2 separate regions of the Triticum aestivum genome follow, and region 2 is linked to region 1. Evidence: chromatin contacts called from public Hi-C data. All regions are on one chromosome and are shown on one strand. Each heading gives the region's core, a stretch centred on a gene start, on an enhancer-like site or on the middle of the called end of the contact. The rest is flanking DNA. Distances are from core to core; before and after follow the strand shown.

Evidence for each region. A called contact is a pair of places that touch in the nucleus more often than the background predicts.
Region 2: a Hi-C map of leaf shows a contact between it and region 1, with 2.4 times the contacts expected there. The contact joins the promoter of LOC123180137 here to the promoter of LOC123180134 in region 1. A contact is called at or near these places in 2 of 5 Hi-C or Micro-C datasets (both in leaf).

Annotation. Positions count from the first base shown.
Region 1 is chr1D:39,140,497-39,147,333 of IWGSC CS RefSeq v2.1, reverse strand. LOC123180134 (protein SENSITIVITY TO RED LIGHT REDUCED 1) reads left to right here and starts at 4,703. Exons shown (of 1, transcript XM_044592102.1): 1 at 4,703-6,837. The coding sequence starts at 4,753. The coding sequence ends at 5,634.
Region 2 is chr1D:39,346,607-39,353,303 of IWGSC CS RefSeq v2.1, reverse strand. LOC123180137 reads right to left here and starts at 3,300. Exons shown (of 3, transcript XM_044592105.1): 1 at 3,051-3,300; 2 at 1-2,908. The coding sequence starts at 2,892.

The sequences.
Region 1 (6,837 bases), core at 3,454-5,953:
AGCACCGCGAGAGACGAGGAGGGAGAGGGGTAGGGCTGCGCCAAGAGAGAGATGTTCTCGTGTCTCTGGCAGCCCCAAAACCCCCACTATATATAGGGGAGGGGGAGGGGCTGCGCCCCCATCTAGGGTTCCCCCCCAAGGGGTGCGGCCAGCCCTAGATGGGACTTGGAGGGGCGGCCAAGGGGGGAGAGAGGGGGGCGCACCACTAGGTGGGCCGTAGGCCCATCTGAGCCTAGGGTTTCCCCCTTCCCCCCTTCCCTGCGCCTTGGGCCTCTTGTGGGGGGCGCACCAGCTCACCTGGGGCTGGTCCCCTCCCACACTTGGCCCACGCAGCCCTCTGGGGCCGGTGGCCCCACCTGGTGGACCCCCGGGACCCTCCCGGTGGTCCCAGTACGTTACCGATAGCACCCGAAACCTTTCCGGTGACCAAAACAGGACTTCCCATATATAAATCTTTACCTCCGGACCATTCCGGAACTCCTCGTGACGTCCGGGATCTCATCCGGGACTCCGAACAACATTCGGTAACCACGTATATCTATTCCCTATAACCCTAGCGTCATCGAACCTTAAGTGTGTAGACCCTACGGGTTCGGGAACCATGCAGACATGACCGAGACGTTCTCCGGCCAATAACCAACAGCGGGATCTGGATACCCATGTTGGCTCCCACATGTTCCACGATGATCTCATCGGATGAACCACGATGTCGGGGATTCAATCAATCCCGTATACAATTCCCTTCGTCTACCGGTATGGTACTTGCCCGAGATTCGATCGTCGGTATCCCGATACCTTGTTCAATCTCGTTACCGGCAAGTCTCTTTACTCGTTCCGTAACACATCATCCCGTGATCAACTGCTTGGTCACATTGTGCACATAATGATGATGTCCTACCGAGTGGGCCCAGAGATACCTCTCCATTTACACGGAGTGACAAATCCCAGTCTTGATTCGTGCCAACCCAACAGACACTTTCAGAGATACCTGTAGTGCACCTTTATAGCCACCCAGTTACGTTGTGACGTTTGGTACACCCAAAGCATTCCTACGGTATCCGGGAGTTGCACAATCTCATGGTCTAAGGAAATGATACTTGACATTAGAAAAGCTCTTAGCAAACGAACTACACGATCTTGTGCTAGGCTTAGGATTGGGTCTTGTCCATCACATCATGCTCCTAATGATGTGATCCCGTTATCAACGACATCCAATGTCCATGGTCAGGAAACCGTAACCATCTATTGATCAACGAGCTAGTCAACTAGAGGCTTACTAGGGACATGGTGTTGTCTATGTATCCACACATATATTTGAGTTTCCTATCAATACAATTTAGCATGGATAATAAACGATTATCATGAACAAGGAAATATAATAATAACCAATTTATTATTGCCTCTAGGGCATATTTCCAACAATGTTCGACACCGACGACCTGAACTAGGTGGTCTGTTCGGCCGTGGCCGTTCTTTTTGGAGGTTGGCATGGGTGTCGGCTGTTGGCTGTGTGCCGGCGACAAACCTACTCATTTTGGAGGTTGGCTGTGTTGCCGGCCGCTGGTTGTGTTGCCGGCGACAAAACTATTCATTTTGAAGGCTGGGTGTGTTGCCGACCGCTGGCTGTATTGCCGGCGAGGTCGTGTAGGCTGGTTGTGTTGCCAGCGTGAACTAGGGCCGCTGGCATGAACTACGAGTCGTGGTTATTCGAATATTTGCGTTTGAAAAAAGGTGGCGGACATGATACAGCCAAAGGATGCGTCCGCGCATTGGACGCACGGCCACCGCATCCCAGAAATGGCCCGGACATGACCCGATTGCCTGCCCCAAACGGACAGAATCCGGGCCAAACGGACGTCCGTTCGGGGTCGTGCGCTGGAGTTGGCCTAACACCCTTCACCGATTTAGCCTTCGCATTCGTGGAGTGGGCCGAGGCGTTCCCACAGCACACTCCCACTTCAAATCTCTCTTTCTTTCTTGCGAGAGGAAGAGTGAGAAGAGAGAGAGGTCTGGGTCACGCTCCTAGTTCAAATCATTCTTGAGAGAGGGAGGGGGGAGGGTTGGGTCTTTTTACTGATTTATTGTGAGGCCTTGCGAGTTCTTCAATCCAGGTCGGTTCAACCCTAAAGCATACTGCTCTTTGCTGGTCTTGTTTTCAGTCGATTCGTCAGTTTTTTTCTACTCCATCTTGAAAATGGAGGGGGTTTGGGGGTAGAACAGAGCACGAATAATGCCTGAATCATTTGTCATGGGCCACTGTGCCCACTTGATGGAGCGCAAGAAGAACGGACAAGAAGACTGGGTCAAATTGGTTAAGAAGAAGAACGGGCAATGCTCTTCATTTTTTTTTGGAACAATGGCAGAGTCCAAAAGGACCCCAAACTTTATTTGAAGCCAGAGCAATAAGATACACAACAAACTAAAAATTTCAAAGCAACCCCTGAAATATGCGGAAAGGACCCCAAAGATCTGAAGAGGAACACAATCAGGTCCAAGCCACTCCCGATCGACTCCAAACTCGCCGACGCTGGGGACATCACCACTTGGTCCGACGAGTTCTTCACTGCAGCAAGCCATAAACATCGAGTTAGAGTAGCACTGCCTCCCATGTACTCCCTCTGTTTCAAAATAGATGACCCAGCTTTATACTAACTTTGTACTAAAGTTAGTATAAAATTAGGTCATCTATTTTAGAACTGAGGGAGTAGCTTCAAGGCTAGGAGGAGGAGGTTTGGCCAGCCTTCAGCCAGAGGATTCGGTGGCGCGGCGACGCTGCAAGTCGGCTGACCGCCTAGAGCGCCAAAGCTCAAGCACCATGGATGATTTCCTCTAGAACCAGTCGCAAGAACCGCCTTCATACCAGCCCCTATCAACTTGACCACCACCATGGTGACTGTCGTCGGCGAAAGCGAGCGAAAGGGATTCTTGCATACCAGGGGAGACATCGAGCTTATTTCCGAGGATCCTAGCGCGCCTCCTTCTAGCAGCAGTGAGCCAAGTGCCAACTGCCGCCACCAACAAGAGCGTCACGAGGAACCACCGAACGCGACTCGGGGCACGAAGTTCTTCATGTACGTTTGAGATCGGTCATCTATGAACAGTACAATCGAAGTCGCTCGTACATACGAGCATACACTCATCCCTATGAACGCACGCACACACATACTATCCCTATGAGTACTTTCGATAGACTAAGCGGACATAACATCTTCAGATTTTATGAAGTCATCACAGGCGCCTCGTAGTCGACATGAGCATCTCTTCCACTAAACGAACATCGTCGGAAGCTTGAAATAAATTCAGAAATAATACAAGCACCAATGTAAAAAAACAAAGACCATCCAGGACTAGCCTTTGAAGGTATACTAGCACATATGCCCGTGCGTTGCAACGGAAAAAAATGATTTTTTTTGTGCAAGCATAATTTTCTCACAGCACCTGATTCACTATAAAGAACATGCTGCAACGCATCACCCTTCTACAAAACGAACATAAAAAGATACGATGCAATTTAGTCGTGTTTATATTTTATTTGCGGTGCATAATCTCTCACTGATTCCATTTAAGTATAATTTTTTAATGTCATTTAAGTATAATCCTTCCTTTAATTACCATAAAGTCCTCACCCGTTTTTGTCGGGAATAAAATCCTTCCTTTTTCTAATTTAGTAGCGCCAACACATTGAAGCCTACATATCCTTTCTTTTTACCTCAAATCCTTCATGTAGAATTTATTAAAACCACAATCTTTCTTTTAGTTATTCCACCGGTTTACCCGTAATCCTTTTTTAATTAGGCACATCCGTTTAAATATTTTATTTAAGCCCACAATCCTACCTTTAATTAGCTCATTCGTTTAATTAGCTCGCCCTAAACATGATGACTGCCACTTGTATATTTAGAGTGAGTTGAGATTAGTAAATGTGAAAGGCGCATAGGTCATTGGTTGTTACATCGAAAAGCCAGACAGAAGGTCCTGTGTCCAATTCCCACAATGCTAATTTATTTTGACCCAATTATTTTTCGCGGTCTCCATGAAAGCCCATAAAAAACCCATCAACATACAAGTACCTGGCCCAGATCGCTTAGCATGTATACGAGCCAACAGTACGAACTTTAGCGTGCACTCAAACTAAACGAAGAAAAGGACTAAACCAAACCAAGAATACCTATTCCCTTTAATAGTAGGTATAGAAGTACGAAACTTTTGCGTGCACTCAAACCAAATGAAGAAAAGGACTAAACCAAACCAAGAATACCTATTCCCTTTAATAGTAGGTATAGATATAGATAGATATAGATTTTTATAAAAGAAAATCTTTAAGCACTACGCGTCACCTCCGGGACTCAAACGCGGGTTCTAAGATTTGAACCCTGATGGGCTGGGGAAGCTTGATTGGTTTGATGCCAGAAATTGGCAAATGCCAAATATTGGTTATTTACTTGCCAACCATCTAAGAGATGCCAGTTTTTGGCAACTTTTGATATTGCCAATTGTTGGCTCACCAAATATTGACAATGGCAAATATTGGCATCAAACCAATTATCCTCTACTGTCCTGGTAACCATCACCGAATGTTTTCTAAAAAAAACCACAGGAATGTTGTAGTAGCACTAATAATCGGCCCGTCTCTTAAAAAAAAAAACTAATCGGCCCGTCTCGTATTTGAATATCTGGACCGTCCAGTCTTGCCATTAGACGGCCTCCATCCACCATCTTCTTCTCAACCCCGAACCCCCAAGCCCCCAACCCATGGCCGCCGCCGCCGCGGTCGCTGTCGCCACTGGCGCCGACTGGACCGTCGTCCGCCGGCGTGGCGGCCGCCGCAGGGGAGACGCCACGGTCACCACCTCCCACCTCGACGCCCCGCCGCCACTCCCGTTGACCCCGATCCCCTGGGCGCCCTCCGACCCTTCCCTCGATCCGGCCCGCGTCTCCCGCCTCCTCGACCGCGCCCGCGCCGCGATCTCCCGTGTCGAGGCATCCCGCCTCTATCGCCGCCTCCTCCTCCCCGACTCCCCGCTCTGCTGCCGTCTCGCCTCGCTCGGCCCCGCCCGCCTCTCCCTCCTCGGCGTCGGCAGCTTCGAGTCCTCCCCGGCCGCGCGCCTCCAGCTCGCGCTCGCGGCCCTCCTCCGCCGCGACCTCCTCGCGGGCGCCTCCGCCACGGCCGACCTCTTCGACCCCGTCCTCTCCTCTGTTGAGTGCGCCGTCGCCGTCGCCCTCGGCTTCGCCGTCCCGAGCCTCGACGACGGGTGCGGCCGCCGCGTGGAGGAGCCCACCCTCTTGTACATGCCCCACTGCGAGGCGTCGCTCTACGACGCGCTGCTCGCGGCCAACTGGGAGCCCCGCGCTCAGCTCCGCCGCGTCTGCGTGCTCGGCAACAGCTTCCGGCGGTACGCTCTGCAGGCGGAAGAGAACCGCTCGGGGCCCGCCGCCAAGGCCAATCTTGTCCTCAAGGCAGGGCGGTTCGCGTGGGAGCAGCGGATCGACGAGGCCGGGGATGTGGACGACGAGGACTGGTTCGCCCGTGCGTTCAACGAGACGAGCTGGCATTTCTTCGAGGTGGACGAGGACGTCGACCAGAGGACGGAGATAAGTTCCCAAGCTTTGTCCTTTGAGAAATTATCACTGTAACCCAATGTTTTACTTGCTTCGAGATGCATTTAGAGATTCAGGGTTGGCATCTTCACACAATTTGTTACTGCAATTCTGTGATTGTATACTATAGTATTTGATTAGAGATGAATTCACAAATTCGGAGTTAGCATCTGAGCATAATTTATCACTGTAATTCTATGATTGTATTACTTGATTGGAGATATATTCAAAGATTCAGAGTTGGCATCTTAATGAAATTCATCACAGTAATTCTTTGATTATATACTATTACCTCCGTCCCACAGGAGTTGTCCTAGATTTATTTAGACAAATCTAAGACAACTAATTTGGGATGGAGGGAGCACTTGATTGGAGACAAATTCATAGATTCAGAGTTGGCATTTAACACTATAATTCTATGATCGTATTACTTGATTAGAGATGCATTCCAAGATTCAGAGTTGGCATCTTAACGAAATTTGGAGTTTACTTTATCTTCATTTGCATTGAACAAGAACGAAAGCTGCGCGGATTTGTATTTCTGAATTTAGACATTGAGTCCCCACATTACTGGCTGTGACCCAATTTCCAGTGTCCTGCGAGGTTTATTGGTTGATTGATATGGGAAATGGGTACTCTGTCCTAGAACATAACCTGTAAGGCTGCTTCTTCTGTAGGACATTTTTTTATCTGTTGTAGCTTGCAGATTTCATTAAAAGGGAACCATTAAGGTTCAGTACGAACCACTTGCTCAGAATGCAAGGAGAAATATCACACATGATCTAAGGTGAACACTGAGCAGCCTGCTGTCCTATAACATTCAGAAAGGTAAAGGCAGATTGGTTTGCCACTCACATAACCAAAAGAAATCCGTAGGAACCCCCAGGATCTATTTATCTTTCTATTTCCATGAGCCATATATAGCATCATAATATTCTGAATTCTCAACTAATTTAACTAATCTCTCCTGAGCTCATTCTATACATGTGACTGAAAATTAGCTGTGATCTTTACATAACGGGATCCCGCCCCTTCCATTGGTCAAAACCCTCACAGACCACCATCTTCAGCCCTCCAGATCCTAGTTGGAGATCATCGCGCACATTGCAAGGACGATGCATTCAAAAGTTCAAAGTTCATATCTTAGCAAAATCTGGTGTTTACTTCATCGGTATTTCCGATGAAGAAGAATGAAACCACATCCATTGTCTTATCCTTGTCTCACTTGTAGGAATTCAG
Region 2 (6,697 bases), core at 2,051-4,550, 210 kb before region 1:
ATATGAGGTAGCAGAAGGCAGTGGACCAACCCAGAACCAGCTTTTGTTCGACTTGTCATAGGCAACTAGCGCTCTCCAGCCCTTTGCACCTAGAGGAGCTGTTCTAGATGACAGTACCTTGAGCACTCCTCGAACTAAATCCTGCAGGGGCTCCTGTGTTTCAAGTATGTTGGGATCTCCAGGATTAGTTTTAATCCGGTTAACAAGATCTTGAACAGTTAGTGCCGGCGAATTGCTCTGTGCGGTCTGCTCAGCAGCACTAGTATCTCCAACTTCATTGCCCGGTTGTGCTTGCTCTGCTGCACTTGGCTCTTGAGGCGTTTTGCCAGGTTCCTCACTATTGAACCATTTTCTGTTCTCCTCCCCATCAGTCTGCTTCGCTGCCACTGGAGTAACCTCAGTAGGAGTGACCATAGCTGCCACTGGAGTAACCTCAGCAGGAGTGACCGTAGCTGCCACTGGAGTATCCTCAGCCGGAGCAACCATAGCCTTCTTAACAGCGGTTAGAAGATGCACGATGGAGAAAGAAAAGCCAGTATGGATGGTTGGTGTAATTGGTACATACTTCTTCTTAGGTTTCTCAGGTTCTACTGGCACCACAATAACCTCTGGCACGACAGGAGCTGGTTCTGCTACAGTAATTGCATCTGTAACAGTATCTGGCTTCTTTTTACTTTTCTTCTTCGAGCTGCCACTGATTTCTACCACCTTTGGACCAGATGGCGCATACTCGCCATGCTCATCCAGGCTTGTAAGTTCAACTCTTCCTTTTTGCCTTTTGGAGCCAGAGCTGCAACTTGCCAGCGGCATGTTCGCTCTTTCAGAAACATCAAAGTCGCCATTAGAATCTTGGACTGCATAGCCTGCTCTACTGGCCAGCCTATCACTCTCTGGTGACCTCAGTGATTCATTGGCTTTCTCGTTGCTATCATGCAATTCAGAGTTGTCATAACCATGCATGTCCAGGTTTGCAATTCCCTTGCGCTTTCTTTCACTCCTTGCTGCTGGGGGTCTCATCACTTCACTAATCTGTTCCGCCACCTCCACATGCACGTCGCGTAAATAATCAGGCTCTGCAACCTTTCCTCTGTGTGACCGCTTGCTCTGAGTCTGGTAGGGTTCGAAATCTGCAGTAGGGGCAGGATAATTTGTTTTGACTGATTTGCTAAGTTTGTTTGACTTTTTGGCACCATATGCTGGTATATGAAGTTCAGAATATTGAAGGTTTGGCTGTTCTTCAACAAGATTCATATCTGCCCCATCTTCAAACCGTTCTGATGAATCAGATTCTGTCTCCTCACTCTGAACATGGGCAGCTTTGCTCCTGGAGTCCTTCTGGCCAATCCTACCATGCTGACTATTGGATTTAACATTAATCTTAACCTGTGATATCCTGCCTCTAGCATCAGATCCAGAATGTGCACCATTTATCTGCTGCTCAATACTTTTGTAGGACTTAACCTTCACACCATGACCAACTTGAGGCTTCCTGCTCCTGTAATCGCCTTCAGGCTGCCCTCTCTGCCAGTCACTTAAGAGATCAGCATGGCTACCAGCTGGCCAATCCCTCGCTTCCACTTTGGGAGCTTTATTCTGGGCAGCTTTTCCACCGTATATCCGATCTCTCTCCGAGTATTTTGCACTCCTTGCATTCTCAGAATACGGAGGGTCAAATGATGCTGCTAAGGTAACTCCCTGACTACCAATGGCATTCCTGCCATGGTAGTAAGAAGAACCAGTCTGGCTATCATGGTAGTTGTTTCCATAAGGATTGATATCATAGCCCGTGCCCAATTCCTTCTTCACTGGCTTCATCAGTGGTCTCTGAGACCGGATCCTGGGCAAATCCCTGTCATATCCCAGGTCCTCAGAATGAAGGCCATCTATGCTTCTGCGCAGCTTCCCTCTATGCGCGACTCCGGCATCATACGCATAAGCATTATCTTGACGAGAAAGCTTAGAGAGAGCCGCTGCAGCATCACGACCAGACCCTCCAATGTACTCCTCACCCACGCCTTTTGACACACCCAACCGCAGAACGCCCTTGGACCTTTCCTTCCCTAACTTCCCAGCCTTGTTGAGACCCATCTTATCTGGCTTCGACCGTGTCAAGAACTGCTCCGCAGACTCCCTGCTCTCTGAGTCAGTCTCTGAGCCAGCCCGGGCAACCAAACCCAGTTCCTTCTGCTTCCGCTGTGCCTTCATTGCATCCATAGCTCTGAGCCTCTCACCAAGGCTGTACCCGTTGCAGCTCTTCCAGCAGTCCTTGGTGTCCCACAGGCCCAGCACCATCGAATTGTGGTACCTCTGCAGATGGTAGTAGTGCTTGCGCCGCTCCGCAAAGCGGCTGCCGCGGCGGTACAGGACGATCCTGGGGTCGCAGAGACCGCCCTTGAGGCGGTCGAACAGGGCGGCCAGGGGGCTCCCGAAGTGGAAGTTGTCCCCCCTGAGGAGCTCGACGAGCGTGCGGGCGAATGTCTCCTGGTCCAGGTCGGGCAGGAAGGCGGCGAGGCGGAGCCGGTCGTCCTCGGAGAGCAGGCCGTTCCAGGCGTCCAGTGAGATCACGCCGCCGAGGCCGGGGAGGTCGTAGAGCTCCAGGGGCAGGGCCACGCTCTGGTCCCCGACCTGGCACATCTCCGCGCCCGCCTCCCCGAGCTGCGTGATCTCCAGCTCGTCAGACCCCATCCCGGAGTCGTCCTCCTCCTCCTCTGCCTCCTCTGCCTCCTGCTCCTCATGGCCGCCGCCATTCTCCTCCTGGGCCGAGAACCCCTCCGCCTCGGACCCCTCCGAGGCCGTGGCGGGCGACCGCTCCTCCTCGTCCTCCGTGGAGCCGTCCTCCCCGCCGGACTCCAGCCGCTGGACCCTGGCGCCGCCGGTCCTGACGATCGCCATCGCGTCACACCACCACCTGCGCCAACCAAACCAACCCTCAGCAAAAAGACGCGCGCCGGCCAAAACCCTAGCCCCCGAATCCAACCAATCCACCCCGCCCCACCCCACCGGGAGCGGAGCCGCGCCCGCGAATCAAACGGAAAGGGGAGGAATCTCACCGGAGGAAAGCAGGGGCGGCGCGGAGCTGGGGGCGCGAAACCCTAACCCTAGCGCGGCGATGCGGGGTTGTGGGGATGGGGGCGGAGGGGACGGGACGGGACGGGAGGCGGATAAATAGTGGGTGGGGCGAGGAAGACGACGGAGACGTGGCGGCCGCGGGGGCCGTCGGATGCGCGGGCGGGGCGGGATTACGGAGGAGGCGAGGGGGCCGGGCGCAAAAGTGTCCGGTCCGGGTGGGGTGGGGGGTGGGGAGGCGGGGGTGGGGTGGAAGGAAGGGGAAGGGGGAGAAGAGACGAGGCGAGCGAGGTGGGAGGAAGGAGGAGGAGAGCGAGGGGAAAGAGAGGGGTGCTGGGGTGGGCCCGGGCTGCTCTGGCCGGTGGGGCCGGCTGGGGACTGGCGAGAAGGGGTCTGGTTTTGCGCGGGAACTAACTGGGATTGCGGAGTGAGCGAGGTTAACTTCACTCTCTTCGCTCCCGCTTCGCTTCATTGATATCCCGTGGATTTTTCTGCATCCAAGCTACTCACTTCGTCCATAATAAGTACAAGATGTTTTAACTTTTTTTGAATCACACGTTTTAGTGTGTTTGTTTTAGTGTGTTTGTTCACTCATTTGAGTCCGTATATAGTCTATATTAAAATATTCAAGACATCTCATTTTTTGAATGGAAGGATTATCTATTTGTGATGATCGGGGTACGGATGAATGTTCGGTATGGAAATTACGAGAGACTGGATGATATTCTGCACGTTGCTATGAAAATTAGTAGTTTTTTAATAAGACATGGTTATATTTGACATTTATATTTAAATTACTAAATCTGAAAATACATGCTATAAATTGCATTAGATTATTATGCAGCTAAAAATCATGTGTTCTATATAGGATTTTTTATTTTGAAAAATAGGATTATCCCTGGTCTCTGCATCCACGTGATGCACACAACCATCTTTATTAATTATACACCAGAGCCTGACAAAATGAATACAAGGATCAATCCGAAGCCACCTTCTAGGCGAACAAAGTCGCTACACCTATAAGTATACAGATGTGCCCTGTCCGCATAACACACACAATCTAATCCAGTGGCCTTAAGACACTCCAGTCTAGGCGTCCCATAACGTGCACCGCCTGCACACGCTCTAGGATTCGCCACCGCCATCTTTCGGCATTCCGTCTTCAGGAGAAATCATTGCAAAGATCATGCCAGCCCCATCTGCCGTCGACGTCACCACGACAACAAATAGCGCCACCAGCCACAGCGCGTCGATTAAACCGCGTCCAACACCGAGACTCCATTGCTCCACGCCGCCGAGACCCACCGTCTTCAATGCGGTCGATGTAACACCGCTCCACCTGTTTGCCTCTCCAGTGAAGCTCCAAGACGATGCCCCCAGGAGGGAGAACAACACCAAAGTCCCGTCATCATCCGATCCGGGAGATCCAGATCTAAGGTTTTCCCCGAACAACTACCACCTGGAGGAAGAGGGGCACGCCATCTGCAACTGCCGACGTACCCAAGTGGTGCCCACCGCCACATAGCTCTCATGGCGACGCCTTCAAGAAGGACACGACGCCAAGAGCGTCGTCGCCGCCCTAGGGTTTTCACCCGAGAGACCGTGAGGTGGGAAAATGTGGGGCGGGCCTGAACGACGTCTCCAGGAAGAAAAATGGCACCCTCGGGTGTCATCACAGTCGTGGCCGGCAGGAGTCGACCTAGGAATTATCCCAATTCGGATCCCCACCTCTCGCTTCGTCCCAACCCAGTAACCGGCTAGCAGCACGACCATGTCCGATAAGACGGAGTGCACGCAACATGGGTTGGAGAAAGGAGCAGCTCGGCGCCGTTGGCCGCCGGGGCAACAAGCCGCGGCACCAACCCGTCGGTGAATCGCCAACCACCCAGTCTGATCTCCGACAGCCCACCCACCCCGCCGTGCCATCGGATAGGGAGGCCATCCCAGGGGGCCGCCGCCCCTGATCCAAGGCCCTTTTGCCCTTGATTGGGAAGGGCTGCGACAGCCCTGCCGCCAAGGCCATCGCTGGGATGCCGGCTAGCCGCCAAGCCGTCATTGTCCATCAAGACGCCTTGGTCCAGATCGGCGTTGCCACGATCGAGATCGGGATCACACCCTCGAGATGGGGCGTCCTGCGCCACCCAAGAACCCGAGAGGGGAGGCAGTACGTCCTCCGCCGCCATCGTACACATGAGTTTTGCCCAGCACCGACCACCGACGGTGACGGAGGGGAAGGCAGGGAGGACCAGCGGCTAGGGCTGGGGACCCTCGATCGCTTGCGCGGGGGGGGGGGGGTAGTGGGATAGTAGGGAAGGGGCGGCAAATATAGGTAGTATAGTATAATATAGTGTTAAAAATATAGGTAGTATAATATAATGGAAATTTTTTCTACCCGTGTGATGGTGGAAATCTAATGATATGGCATGTGTGGTGAGGTGGGATGTGTTCGTGTCGAGATATATAGAAATACTATGATCAACTAATAATAGAAAATTGTTTTGCATGCATGTTGAGGTGGGCCTTTAACAAAGTGACGTGTGTGCATTTTAAGATGACGAGAATGCTAAAAAAACTGACATCAATTATTTTTAGCATGGCAAATCTAATGTCCGGTATGTCAAATATGTTGTCGCGAGCATGGCAATTTCTTTCAGCAAACAACCAGATCCTCAGAATTTGCTGCATGACATTGTCGTGCTCTCAACAGTATAACTTGCCATCCCAAGTGTTTGATTTGCCATGCTTAAAAATCAAACATCAGATATTTAGCGAAATCCTTTAAATACAAATAATGAAGATTAACAACTTAGATATATAGGATACAGGAAAAGGATAGTCTCCAAGTTGTGTCAAGAAAAAACCTTAGCATTGCAAAGAAAACAAGTAGTGTTTCATTTTGCTGCCATCTTCCATGTCAATTCTCTAAAATTTCGGAGTCCATATCTTTGGTTTCCGGCGTCGTCGCAAAGTCAGCTTCTACCTTTCCCTCACGGATGTCGTCGCTTTCTCATCCTATCACTTCATGTAATCCTAGACATCGTATCTTCTTTCTTCAACACCTTTGATTCCTTATTCGTGTACGTGTAGCATCGAGGTCCACCGATGCATGATCGTGATCTTCATGTTCTCGCAATTATAACTATTTTTGTAGCTAACAAAAATAATGCATTGCATGAAGTTTGCCTCACAAGTCAAATAAATGACAATCATATTGTTGTTGCCTTCATGTCGTATCATGTCATGGAGGTCATGCAAATAATAAATTACAATGTATAGTATCTTATACAATCTCATTGCTATGACGAAGACTATATCACATCACATGCTTATCCTGCAAAAACAAGTTAGACGCTTTTAATCGTTTTTGCAATTTTACAGTGGTTGTTAGGACCATTAGCTGCATACGCAACCATCAAATATGATTACTTCTAGTTGCTAGCTTAATTTTTTGGGGTGTATGAAACACGAGACTTATTGAAACATCTAGGCCCTGTACTAAACTTCGTTAAACTCATGAATCCCTTGTACAAGCACTTTTCTTCGCAATTTTTTATCTCTCTTAACTAAAACCCAAAGAGTCTGAAGCATGACTTTTCTCACACAACTAGCATACTTAGGAGTAGCATAGAAG